2 separate regions of the Sus scrofa genome follow, and region 1 is linked to region 2. A link is a contact called in public HiChIP or PLAC-seq data. All regions are on one chromosome and are shown on one strand. The core of a region is the stretch at or near the end of the contact, and the rest is flanking DNA. Distances in the headings are between cores, read along the strand shown.

The links. HiChIP or PLAC-seq counts read pairs in DNA pulled down with a chosen protein or histone mark.
Region 1: a contact with region 2 is called in an H3K27ac HiChIP or PLAC-seq map of alveolar macrophages. The contact joins two enhancer-like sites. A contact is called at or near these places in 1 of 47 Hi-C or Micro-C datasets (epiblast stem cells) and 1 of 2 datasets of contacts at active chromatin or transcription factors (alveolar macrophages).

What each region holds. Positions count from the first base shown.
Region 1 is chr17:11,305,046-11,311,131 of Sscrofa11.1, reverse strand. It overlaps IKBKB (inhibitor of nuclear factor kappa B kinase subunit beta), which reads right to left. Exons shown (of 21, transcript NM_001099935.1): 3 at 4,897-5,014; 4 at 1,558-1,627. Among named protein-coding and RNA genes, the nearest start is that of IKBKB, 18 kb to the right of the region's middle. Within about 2 kb of position 3,046, at least 20 of the 83 cell types and tissues checked have an H3K27ac peak or open chromatin away from gene starts, as enhancers often do. A contact at or near this core is called in alveolar macrophages, where this site is marked.
Region 2 is chr17:11,091,609-11,098,365 of Sscrofa11.1, reverse strand. The region is part of intron 2 of KAT6A (histone acetyltransferase KAT6A); the gene reads left to right. Among named protein-coding and RNA genes, the nearest start is that of KAT6A, 15 kb to the left of the region's middle. Within about 2 kb of position 5,120, at least 15 of the 83 cell types and tissues checked have an H3K27ac peak or open chromatin away from gene starts, as enhancers often do. A contact at or near this core is called in alveolar macrophages, where this site is marked.

The DNA.
Region 1 (6,086 bases), core at 1,797-4,296, 210 kb before region 2:
ACGGGGTGGAGAGGGAGAGGTCCTTTTTGTTGCTTGTTTTGTTTTTTAGGGTCACACCCACAGCATGTGGAAGTTCCCAGGCTAGGGGTCGAATCGGAGCTGTAGTTGCTGGCCTACACCACAGCCACAGCAACTCAAGATCCGAGCCACGTCTGTGACCCACAACCACAGCTCATGGCAACGCCAGATCCTTAACCCACTGAGTGAGGCCAGGGATCAAACCCGCATCCTCATGGATACTAGTCAGATTCGTTTCCGCTGCACCACAATGGAAACTCTGAGAGGGCCCTTTCGATGTCAGACCCTTAGGAGCCTAATCCTAAGCGTGTTAGCGCTCCACTCCCCCCTTCACTGCCTTCTTGCCCGAGTGACGAAGAGGCAGACCCACCGAGCAGGCAGGAGCCACGAGGACCAGGGGCCCCACTCCGCCCCAGGTCCAGCCTCTGCAAACACAGCTTTACAGACACAGAGAGACAGCCACCGCCAGCAAGCCTGGGTGAAGGGTATGTGTGTTCCACTGCTCTTCCAACTTCCCTATACACGTGACATTTTTCTAAAGAGAAAGTTGGAACACACAAAAAGGAAAAAATACAGTTTCAAAGAGGTTGTGATGGGAAAAGGGGTGAAAAGGGTATCACACTCCCAGATCTGGGGGCGAATGCTCATCAGGAACTCTGGGGAACTCCAATCTTAACACCAACCATCAAATTTTCTTTTCTTCTTCTTCTTCTTTTTTTTTTTTTTTTTTCCCCAGGGCCACACCTTCAGCACATGGAAGTTCCCGGGCTAGGTAGGGGTTGAATTGGAGCTGCAGCTGCCAGCCTACGCCACAGTCACAGCAACATCAGAACTAAGCCGTGTCTGCCACCCATACTGTAGCTCATGGCAATGCCGGGTCCTTAACCCATTGAGCGAGGCCAGGGATTGAACCTGTGTCTTCATGGATACTAGTCAGGTTCTTAACCCGCTGAACCACAACATGAACTCAACTCCAACCTTAGAGCTCAGATTCCTACCCTGCACCAACAACCCTGAAGATTTACCAACAGAAAGCAGGTGCTAGGGTCGGGGAGGTGGCATCTGACCCCTGCAGGTTGAGGTCAGCCTCCCTCCCTCTCCCCAAGGTACTTGGGCCACCAGCTGGGCCTTCTCAGAGGGCCCCCGACACTCTCCTCAGAGGTGACCGTCGGCATCCAAGGGTTAAACAAGGTTTGTTTTCCTCAGGCCTGTGGCTGGCAAAAGAACTGCCCGTGGGGAAGTGGAAAAACTCGCTGCCAAGCAATGAAATTCACTCAAATGACAAGCTACTCCCGTTGCCGGTGCTGGCCGTTCCGGGAAAGTAGGGAGTGGAGCTTTTTAATGGGAAAGGAAATCTGTTGTTCTACATTCATCCTAATTCAGTTTGTGACTCGGTCCGGAAGGAAGGGAAACCTATTTGAGTTTAGCGCCTGCCAGACTAGGCCCTGTTGATCCCTGCCAACCCCACCTCTGCAAAGGTCAGAGGGCCAGTCATCCCCCCCGCCCCCGCCCCCGCTCCAGCCACCAGCTGCGACTTACCGATGTCACTCAGCAAGGTGAGGATGGCTCCTTCCCGCAGGCCACAACAGTTCTCGAACTGATTCAAGTACTGTCAAGAGGGGACAAAGGTGTCAGAGTGAGGGGTCACCAGCCACCAGGACACCAGCCAGTGCCTTTCACCAGCTGAGGCCATCTGAGTGCGGCCTGGGCCCTGGGTCTTGGGTACCTGGGCGCATAGGCAGCTGGGTGGCAGGACAGGCGGGTCAGCCCAGGCGGGGCAGGAGGAAGCAGGTCTGAGAGCTTCTGGAGATGCTCGTGGGCGCACACTGCCCTGAGTTACTCTAAGAAGGGGCCCTTCTCAGCTGTGCTGTGGGCCTGAGGGAGGCAGGCCTGCCCGTGTGAGCTCAGTCCTGGCTGGGCCAGTGCCCCCGGGAGCCCACAGGAGCCACCCAACACCTCTGCCGACCCCTTCCCCGATGTGGACCAGGCAGCGGGCACCAGGCAGAGCTGCACGGATGGGCTCAGGGAAGCCGCCGTGTCTCGCTTCACCTCCCTCCCCGACACCTCCAAGGCAAGCGCCAGTGGCATTTCTGTTTCACAGGCAAGGAAGCTGGGCAGGAGTGGTCCAGCCATCCCTCTGCTCTACAGCCGCGCTGGGGCATGGCCCTACAATGCGTGTCCAGTGTCCATCTGAAGCTCATATCCAAACACAGCCCCTGTGCCTTCCTGGCCCTGGCAGCTTTTTTTTTTTTTTTTTTTTTTTTTTTTTTTTTTTTTCTGTTTCTTAAGGACCACACCTGCAGCATATGGAAGTTCCTGGGCTAGGGGCTGAATCGGAGCTGCAGCTGCCAGCAACACGGGACCCAAGCACTGTTATCTACACCGCAGCTCCCGGCAATGCCAGATCCTTCAACCACTGAGTGAGGCCAGGAATTGAACCTGCATCCTCACAGATCTAGTTGGGTTTATAACCCACTGAGCCACAACGGGAACTCCCCTAGCAGCTTATCGAGGAGCTCAATTCTGCTGCTGGAGGCCAGCTTCAAGTTCAGAAAAGAAACTCCCCACTGAAGTGGGCCGACGTACTAACACCCACACCCGGGCTCGTGTGCGAGCTGTTCCCTGCGCCAGGCACACACACCTCACTCCTTCACCCGGCTCACGTGCTGGCCAAGCGTGTCTCTCCAGACCAGGAGTATAGGTTCTGAACTTTCTGGACGAGGGAATAATGGGCGACCTCACTTGGAAGACAAAGAGGACAGATCTCCAGCGCCCAGGGCCCTCCAGTGGCCACATGGACAGAGGCCCCAAGAGGGTACCATTGCTGCCTGCCCTCCCACCCCTGTCCTCATCATCCTGTACCCTGTGCCACGGCAACCATGCCAAAGTCTGGATCAGCCTCTTCCCTGGCGGGCTGGCTCCGAGATAACGTCTGAAACCCTCTGCCTCCGTAATCTGACGCCAGCCCACCCACCTCCCACGCTGTCCTCTGACAACTGTCGTTGCAACTACAATGACACAGCTTCATGTCCCTAAATAGCTACAGTTAGTAATCGGATGGCTGTCATAGGTCAGAAAAATAAAGGAGAATCGAAGCGCTGTCAGGTTCCCCATTTCTCGGCTCTTATCAGGCCTGGCCTGTGGGTTGAGCCGGTGACCGGTGACCCTGCTCACATCCTGCCTGACGCTCCCCAGACTTGCCCACCTCCCGGGACGGAAGGGCCACCCACGCTGATGAGCCCTCATGGAAAGTTTCCTTTAGAAAAAGAGGGCGGAAGGGGCCAGAAGAGTAATGGGAGCAGCACAGGACTCTGGGTCCGGGAAACTTGTGTGAGGATGGAAGAAACGCCCAGCTATCCTGACCCCCACCCCCTCCCCCAATCTTGAGAACTTCCTTCTGGAGTGAAAGGTGAGGGCAGACAGAGGATAGGGCAACCTCTTTTCAGGACAAAACCAACTTGTGCCCAGAGCTTTCCAACTTGTCCCTTGTGCTCTGAGGCACGATTCCTTTCACAGACAGGGAGGGGCTGCAGTTGGTTCCACACAGGCGGTCCCCTAGCTCTGTCACTGCAGCCATGAGGCCAGGGAACCACCCTTCACGGGGATCCTATTTTTTTTTTTTTTCTTTTTTGGACACCCTGCTGCAGATGGAGTTACGAGGCCAGGGATCAGATTTGAGCTGTAGTTGTAACCTAAGCTGAAGCTGCGCCGGGATCCTTAACCCACTGTGTTGGGCCACGGATGGAACCCGTGTCCCAGCGTTGAAAAGACACTGCTGGAGTTTGCATCGTGGCACATCGGAAATGAATCTGACTAGGAACCATGAGGTTGTGATCCCTAGTCTCGCTCAGCAGGTCAAGGATCTGGCGCTACCATAAGCTGTGGTGTAGGTCACAGATGTGGCTCAGATCTGGCGTTGCTGTAGCTGTGGTGTAGGCTGGAGGCTACAGCTCCGATTAGACCCCTAGCTGGGAACGTCCATATGCCTGTGGGTGTGGCCCTAAAAAGACAAAAAGACAAAAAAAAAAAAAAAAAAAAAAAGGCACTTCCAATACCATTGTGTCACAGTGGGAGCTCTCCTATCTCTTTTATTTTTTTTCTTTTTTTATTAGGGCCACACCTGCAGCATATGGAGGTTCCCAGGCTAGGGGTGGAATTGGAGCTGTAGCTGCCAGTCTACACCACAGCCACAGCAAGGCCAGATCTGAGGGGCATCTGTGACCTACACCACAGCTCACAGCAACTCCAGATCCTTAACCCACTGAGTGAGGCCAGAGATCAAACCTGCACCCTCATGGATGCTAGTGAGATTCGTTTCCACTGAGCCATGATAGGAGCTCCCTCCCCTATCTCTTTTACCAAGGCCACAGAGCTGCTGAAAATCACACGAGGTTACATGTAAGAGCAGGTGGGGATCCTGTAAGCTCCAGTATCAATGGGGAGGTGGACATGCCACCGTCCCTCAGCACCCCCTGCAGGGTGTGTTCTGGTAAAGAGACGTGGACGGGGTGGGAGGAAGAGAACAAGGTCCAGAAGCTGAGTCAGCGGCGGCTCTGGAGCGCCAGCCTGGCTCACAGGTGGCTCAGCCAGTCCCTTCCTGTCCCACTGTGTGACCCTGAGTGGCCACATCTGGGAGAAAGTGTCCTGATGGGGATGGCAGCCAGGCCGACACTGCAGGACTCGAGCGGCTCTGACAACCCGAGGGAGGAAGGTGTTTGGACTCACGATCTGAGGGTTTTGGCCTCATCACTATAGAGCCAGTGCGTGGGGTGCACAGCAAGTCCCACCCCAAGTTCCTGTAGGGCTGAGCCTGGCACCCAGGCTACTGGCCCTGGGCCCCGTGGCTCCCCAGCTCCCTGCAGGGCCCTGCAGGCTCACCTTGCGCAGATCCCCGCCCTGGCAGTACTCCATGGCCAGAAGGGGCAAGTCGTTGGGAGCCAGGTTCTGCATCCCCTCAGGGACATCCCGGGCAGCCACCACATTGGGGTGGTTCAGCCTAGGAAGGAAGAGAGGCAGTGAGGCAGGGACCAGGCTCAAGCCCACACCCCGTCATCTGCGTCCTGAGAAGCTCGCCTGACACCACAGCTTGGAGCAGCCAAAGGCCCTGGAGAGCGGGCAGTGGGGGAGAGGGCGGAACCTGCCACTCACCTGGGGCCACCAGCCAGCACCCACCAGCATCCACCCAGCACCCACCCCCGGGGCTATGAGTGCCAAGTGCGCAATGTAGTTTTCTTCAGGGGGCCCCTCGGCAAGTCCTCCCTGCACTTCCAAACTGCTTCTGGAAGCAGAGAAAGTGCAGGACTTCCAATCTCATGCCATTGGGTGGGGATGGGGTGTGTGTCTATGTGTGCAATGTGTGTACGTGGTGTGTCTGGTCTGTGTGTGTGCTATGGTATGTGTATATGTGGTGTGTGTGTGTATGTGCGTGTGGTGTGTGTGTGTGGTATGTGGTGTGTCTGTGTCTGTGGTGTGTATATGTGGGATGTGTGGTATGTGTGTGTATTTGTGTGTGGAGGGTGGTGTGTATGTCTGTGTGGGGGTGTGTGTGCTGTGTTTGAGTGTGTATGTGGGGTGTGAGGTGTGTGTGTGCGCACGTGCACATGCAAACAAGGCGATGCCTCCCTTTCCCCAGAGGTTGGTGATGGAGCCCCCATTTGAGGGCCTGACTGGGTTGCAGGTTTCCCCACATTCCTTCCCGGCTGGGAGGGGGGCATCCGCCTGGTGGCCAGCAGCCAGGTCCCCACCCTGGAGGGAGAGACCCCAGCAACAGGTTCACAGCAGTGGACTCATGTTTATCACCTCAGAACTGGAAATATGGACAGAAAAAGGATTTTTGCTGACAAAGGAAAATGTGCCATGATGATGGCTGCTTTAAATAATTTAATATAGCAAATAAAACACACCAAGAGCCCCGTGATGGGGGGGGATGGCCACTCCTCCAGAAGTCACCCATCTGGGCTGTCTGGCTGCTATCCTAACCGAGGGGCTGGGACTCAGGACTCTTGTCCAGACTCCAGATGCTCAAGCTCAGCGGGCTCCTCTGGCAGTCACTGCAACATCCCAGAGTC
Region 2 (6,757 bases), core at 3,871-6,370:
TGTTACGTATAGGAATTAATAAAGAGGCTCATTCTGATAAAGTTGTTTACCAATTGGCTACTCAGGGGTGGAGTCAGTTCACAAAGGATCTGTCTGCAGCAGATGAATCAAACCTGTAGCGAGTTCGCCCTTCTGCTTCTCCCAGCTGGAGTAGGATTAGGACTCATTCAGCTACAGCTGGTTCCCAGGCAAATCTAGGCTGCTGCTTCTGTTTTTTTTTTTTCCTTTGACAGGAAAGTCATAGTTCTCAACAGATGGCTTTCATCAGCACTGTACATAACTCTGTAAATTCAAGTCCAAAGAATTACTTGCTGCTTCATTAGGGAACAGGTGAAGAAACAGTTCATAGTTTGCACTATTTGGTTTAGGGTTGAAATTAAGCACAGAGATTATAGGAGTGTAGCATTTAGGTTCGCACTATGCCATGATGGGTCAAAATAGTTTTTAACTGCTAGCAATGAAAGAAAAATATAACAAAAAAATCAGTCTGGTTGACTGTAGTGTTAAGTAAGGTATGCTTTTCGATTAAGGTATATTTTATATATTTATATTTTCTGTATTATATATTATTACATTTATATATTTTACATTAATATTTTATATTAAAGTCTTTTTGATTAAGGTGTATTATTTTTACTTCAGATTCTGTTATAATTACAAGGTATAGATAAATACCTGGAAAAAAAAGAATAGAGTCATCTACATTTTGTAGAATTTTGAGCAATCTCAGATAACAGTGATTCTAATCTTGTTTCACAAATAGAGAAACTGATGGCCAAAGAGATTTAATTGTCTTGTTTAATGTCACACAGCAGGTTAATCACATCTGAGAGAAGTGGTTGGCCCTTCTTGATTCTGTAGGTTTTTTCTTTTCATTAGGCTGTGCTACTGCTTTATATTATTAGAAAGTAATGAGTGTAAAATCTCTTCCTTAATGGAAACCATAGGATAAACCCTGGTGTAGAGAATTTTGGTGGTTTTCACAAACCACAAATATGTAAATCTACTTCTTTCGATGTTTGAAGATAGCTGTACACTCTAGAAGATGGAAGCCATTTTATTATTATTATTTTTTTTTGGACTAAAGAAGATTTATTAATTCCCTGAAATTGAATGCAGAATGTTGTTTGAATTGTATTTATTATTATTTTTAAGACTGCTTGCTTATAACCCAAATTAGAGGACTTAGAAAGTTTTCTTATGGGCAAGCTAAATACAAGAAGAAGAACATGTTAAACTACCTCAGTGCTGGGGGAAAAAGTGTTCCTTGAGTTTTGGAAGAAAAAAAAAAAAGAGTCCACTTACAATTAAGTCTGATTTTCAGAAAGTGTGCAAAGCAGATGTCTGAGTGATTTGGGTAATTGGTTCGAACTTAAAAGTATTTAAGACTGAGATGGGAAGGTGTAAATAAGTGTATTAATTAATGAAATAATTCTCATTAAAGGCATTAAATATAGGTGGCCTAGGAGTGCACAGTCTATTACTTGTTACATATACACAGTATCTTGGTCCTGGGTGATTTTGTAATACCAGTAAACAAACCTTACAGGGAATGCAGCAGACAACAGGTCATGTTTGTCTTTTTTTGGTCTTTAACATTCATTCCTGCATTACTTTTACTTTGTCTTTAAATTTAGGAAATAGACTAGAAAGTGGCTAATAAAGGTTAAGATTGCAGGCAGTTACTTAGAAAATAATTGGATAGAGTAGTTAGATTTGTAGTAGGGAGTTTTAAGATTGTTGGCAAAACTTGTTAAGGAGACAATGACTGCTGTAGAATGGCAGTGGGGCAGCCTAAACAACTTAAAATCTGTGTAAATGTGAAAGAAGACAGCTGATTCTTTCACCTTTTGTGCAGAAGAGGTAGATTCCATGGACATGAGGTTATTATCATGCTTATACGATAGGCTGCTTTTTCCTCCAGGGAATTGTGAACTGTAGTTAACCTAGAGCTGTTGTTCATGGTTGATTTTCAGTTCTTTCTTAGTAGAATGCAGGTTTTTCTTTTTTCTTCATCCTTGGATACAGCGAAACATTTAATTCCTTAGTTTTCTAGAATCTATACCAGAAATCTTGGAAACATCATTACATTTTTGTGTGTTTGTTAAGTGTGATGCTGTGTTTTAATAGTTTCCCAGCCTTCCTGTGCAGGGCATCTCTAGGTATCTGAAGTAGGGTTTAGATCTTTTTTCACCACTTTCCTGCTTTAGTTATTTCATTTCTTCTCATGCCAATCTGTTTTCCCTTTTTTTTTTTGGTCTTTTTAGGGCCTCAGCTGAGCCATATGGAGATTCCCAGGTTGAATCAGAGCTGTAGCTTCTGGCCTACACCATAGCCATGGCAACGACAAATTGAGCCAAGTCTGTGACCTACACCACAGCTCACAGCAATTCTGGATCCATAACCCACTGAGCAAGGCCAGTGATCAAACCTGAGTCTTCATGGATCCTAGTCAGATTTGTTTCCACTGAACCATGACAGGAACTCCCCAGTCTGTTTTTCTTTAATTCTATAATATAAACTCAAGTCCTGTTCTTTTTTTTTTTTTTTTAAGTCCTATTCTTTCTAAGCAATGTTTCTTGACAGTAAATCCACTGAGAATTACCTGAAGAGCTTTAAAAAAATAAGCACCAAACCACTTAAATTCAACTCTAGCAGTGGGACCCAGATTTCAGTTTGTTTGCTTGTTAAAGTCTCCACGTGCATCTGAAGTACAGCCAGGGTTGAGAACCCAGGCTCTCGAACTTATCACCATGTCCTGTGGTGGGAACTGACTGAGAGAGTCAGGGGGCAGAATTACTTAGTAATGGAAATTCAGACAAATGCAAGAAACAACACACTTCACACCTGCTTTCATGAATGTACTTTGAACCCAGGACAGTGTACTTCTGGAAACCTAAATTTTTTTTCTGTCCTACTCCCTGACCATAACTGCTCTAATTTTCCACCTTTTCTCTCTCCTCACTCCTGCTGCACCTGCTCCTTTCTCTCATCAAGGTCCTATACAATGTGTAGTTCAGAGAAGATTCCCTGTGTGGTTATGGTGCCGCCCCCCCCATGCATTTCTTCTAATTGTTTGTCCTTATGGTTTATCACTTCAGTTACTCGCTTTACTTCTGCAAATTGGCAAACCCCAACCTTGAAATTAAGCCAGCTATCCTCTCCCTGCTCCTTCATGGGACTCTCTGCCATTTTGAAAAAAATTCCACAAACCCACAAAGTGATGGGGTGCCACATACAAATTTGTGGCCTCTAATCTCAGCTCTGGCCTCTGCTTGGGGATGTATGTCCGTCTGTAATCTATTCTCTCTGCAGCAGTTCAGGGTCCCTCTAACTCTTTTGCCTCTCTCATTTTTAGTAGACACTTCCATTTCCAACTTCATAGAGAACAGTCTCTCTGGCCACATGAGCTCCTCCCGCTTTACTCCTCCCACCACACTAGCTTCAATATGTCTGTTCTTATTGTCTCCCCCTTTACTATTCTTTCAGAGGACGTCAAGTGTCGGGTCTAGACGTTGTGTCCCCATTTCTTCCTCTCTTCCTCTTTCTTTCTCCCTCTCTTTTTCTTCCTTTCTCTCTCTCTCTTTTTAGGGCTGCACCTGCAGTATCTGGAAGTTCCCAGGCCAGGGGTTAAATCAGAGCTATAGCCGCTGGCCTACACCACAGCAATGTGGGATCTGAGCCACATCTGCAACCTGCACCACAGCTCACGGCAACACCAGATCCTTAACCCGCTGAGCGAGAAGCCAGGGATCAAACCCGAATCCTCATGGATACTAGTCAGGCTTGTTACCGCTGGGCCACAGTGAACTTCCTGTATCCCCATTTCTGTGCAGGATCCTGTTCTTCTTACGTCAGGAGCCTTGATCCATCATAATGTTCCAATCTTTGCCCCTTAGCATGGGGAAGTTTCTCCCATCAGATTAGAATAAAAAAACCACTGCTCCAGATTCTTCTCCTCATCTATACGCTGTCTCCTTCCCTTCATTTTGAAACTTCTTGGAAAAAAAGTCTATAAAAAGGTTCCATGTCTGTTGCAATCTGGCCTTTGGCCCTAGAACACCGTTGGAAACAGCTCTCAAGGACAGTTTTCAGTCTTTATCTTACCTGACCTCTCAGCAGCACTTAGCACTTGTTGACTGTTCCCTCCTTCCCTTGACTTCTGGGATAATTCTTTCCTAGGTGTCTTCTCCCACTCCTCACATCTTTCTGGTGATTTATTTTTAGTTTACTGGCTTTTTATCTTTTGCCTATATTTTTAAGTGTTGAATTCCCTAAGGTTCTGTTCTTGTTTACTTACTGTTTTAACCTTCCTGAGTCAACCTTCTCTTGACTTAGCTTCTATATACTGACGGCAACTCTAAATTCATGTCTTAATCCAAACCTCTCTTTTGAGCTTTGGCCTTGCATATCCCACTGTGTGTTGTCTTATCTCAGTCACTTCAAATTCATGGTGACCCAGAGGGCGTTTATCACCCACCTCCAGCTTGCTGTTTTGATTTTTTACTGTGATGAGAGGCATTGCCATTGGCTGATTCCTAAAACAGGAACCCCTTTAGTGCCATCTTCTGCACATCTCTTACACCTCTTTTGGATTCAGTTTTATTCCATCCACAGCCTTTTCTCTTTCTGTAACATCTCTTTTAATTAACCTCTTCTCCATTCCAGCTGCTAATCTTGTTGCAGGTCCTCATGGTTTCTCTCCTGAGATTTACCGTAGTAGCTTTCTCACTAGTTTTTTCCCCTCCAGTTCACATTATTGCCAAGAATGATCTTATTAAGAATGCAGGCTCAAGAACCAGATAATCTGGGTTTGCATCTCATGTTGGTATTACTTGCTTTATGACCTTGGGTAATTTGTTTAACCATTCTTTGCCACATTTCTCTCTGTAAATGGGGATGATGTAGTGCTTGTCTCATAATGAAGTTACGAAGATTTGATGAGTTAATGTACATTAGTTGATATACTAATAGAGCTTTGTATGATGGTGGAATGTTGTATATGATAGGTGTTTGGATGGGGTGAAACAGTGCTGTGGAAACACAGAAGGGTGGGGAAAGTTGGGACAGTTAAGGAAGCCGTCTCAGGAAGTCACATGTGAGAGGTTAGTGAGGGGGAAGTTAGTGGGTGGAGTGGGAAAGAGAGTGGTTCCTGCAGAGTGAACAGCATGTACAGAGGCCTAGAAGCAAAACATTGTGGGCCCATAATAAATGTTCAAATGAATATAAATAAAAAACCAAATCACCTGTCTAGCTTTTATATCTTGGTTTTAAAGTCACTACCCTCCCAGTAAACATTAGTTAACATTTTTATGTGCCTGTATTGTATAAGCAGCCTTTATACATTTTATCATGCTTTCTTTGAGCTGATGCTTAAAGGTATGATAGGGTAACCTCCAAGCCAGCATGACACATTTATCTTTTTTTTCTCCTTCCTTCCTTCCTCCCTTCTTCCCTTTCCTTCCTTTCTCCCTTTGCCTTCCTTCTTCTTTTTTTTTTTTTTTGGCCTTTTAATGGTAGAAGGAAGAATTTGTTTTATCTGAAAAATTGTCCTACAGGGTGAGTAACACTTCAGTGGTAGCAATAGTAAACACATTCCTTTCATTGCATAAGAATAGGTCAAGATTTTAAGTCAGCAGCTTCAAATTTAGGGGATTGACAAAGCACTTCATTAAGAAGGTGGAAAGGCAGCTAGTGTGACAATCACTACCCTGGTCACTTCTGTAGTCCACTCTGTCTTGGGCCTCTTTGCCCTCTTGCTGCCTTCCTAGGTTTCTTGTTATTCCTCATTAACGCTCCATTGTAAGAGCATCAAGGCCTTGGTAATGTGTGGTGTAAGCTCCCTGTTTTGTAGCTTTTGAATACCTACCTTTGTTTGTATGGACTTTATATATGTGCTTTTCAGTGAAAACTCACCTTTTACTCTTGGAATGCTTTACAAGTGAGTTGGCACCATCATCTACTAACTTTGAAGAATGATGAAAATACAAAATTTTGTTTCTGTTAATTTCAGCTAAGCAGCCAAGAAAGCTCAAGAAAAAAGGAAATAAAGTATTTTTCCCAAAAACTTTATATTGGTGGCAATAACATGTTTCTGAAGTGTTTCACAGATTAAAAAGGATTTTGCTTTCACATATATTTTCTTTTGATGTAGTACTTGTAGTAAGGAAGGCAGTCCTGCTGTGGTGGCCAGGTTTTGCTTATGCAGAATTGTATGGTTAGTTAAGGGAATAAATAGAACTAAAACCCGGGTCTCTTTCAAGCCCAGTACTCCTTCAGCCACAGTAGGCTGCCTCTTGTTCATAGTAATGACAAGCATTTAAAAAAGTGGGTGCTTCTTTAGCATCTATTACGTGCAATCTGTTAAACTGTTTATCAAGTCCTATGTAATACTAATGCCTGTATCCAGGTCTTGGGACATTGTAAGATGCTCAGAAAATGTTTGTTGAACAGAAACTGTCAGGTTCAAACTGAAGAGGAATGAAGGAAATTATTATTTTTTTAAGTATTAACTATCTTAGTAAATGTAGAAGCTGAACTTAGAAGCTTACCCTCTCAAAATATATAGATTAAAAGCTGAGATTTTAGGTGTTTCAGATGTTTTCTGCAAATGCTTGACACTTCGACTGAACAGCACCATTTGCTACTTCCTTCAAGGTAATATTTGTTCTCTGTAACCTACATAATATTTTTAAAAGTTTGAGAAATTTTGTTTTCCTAATAGATAATACAGTCATTAGTACATAAAATCTAAAAA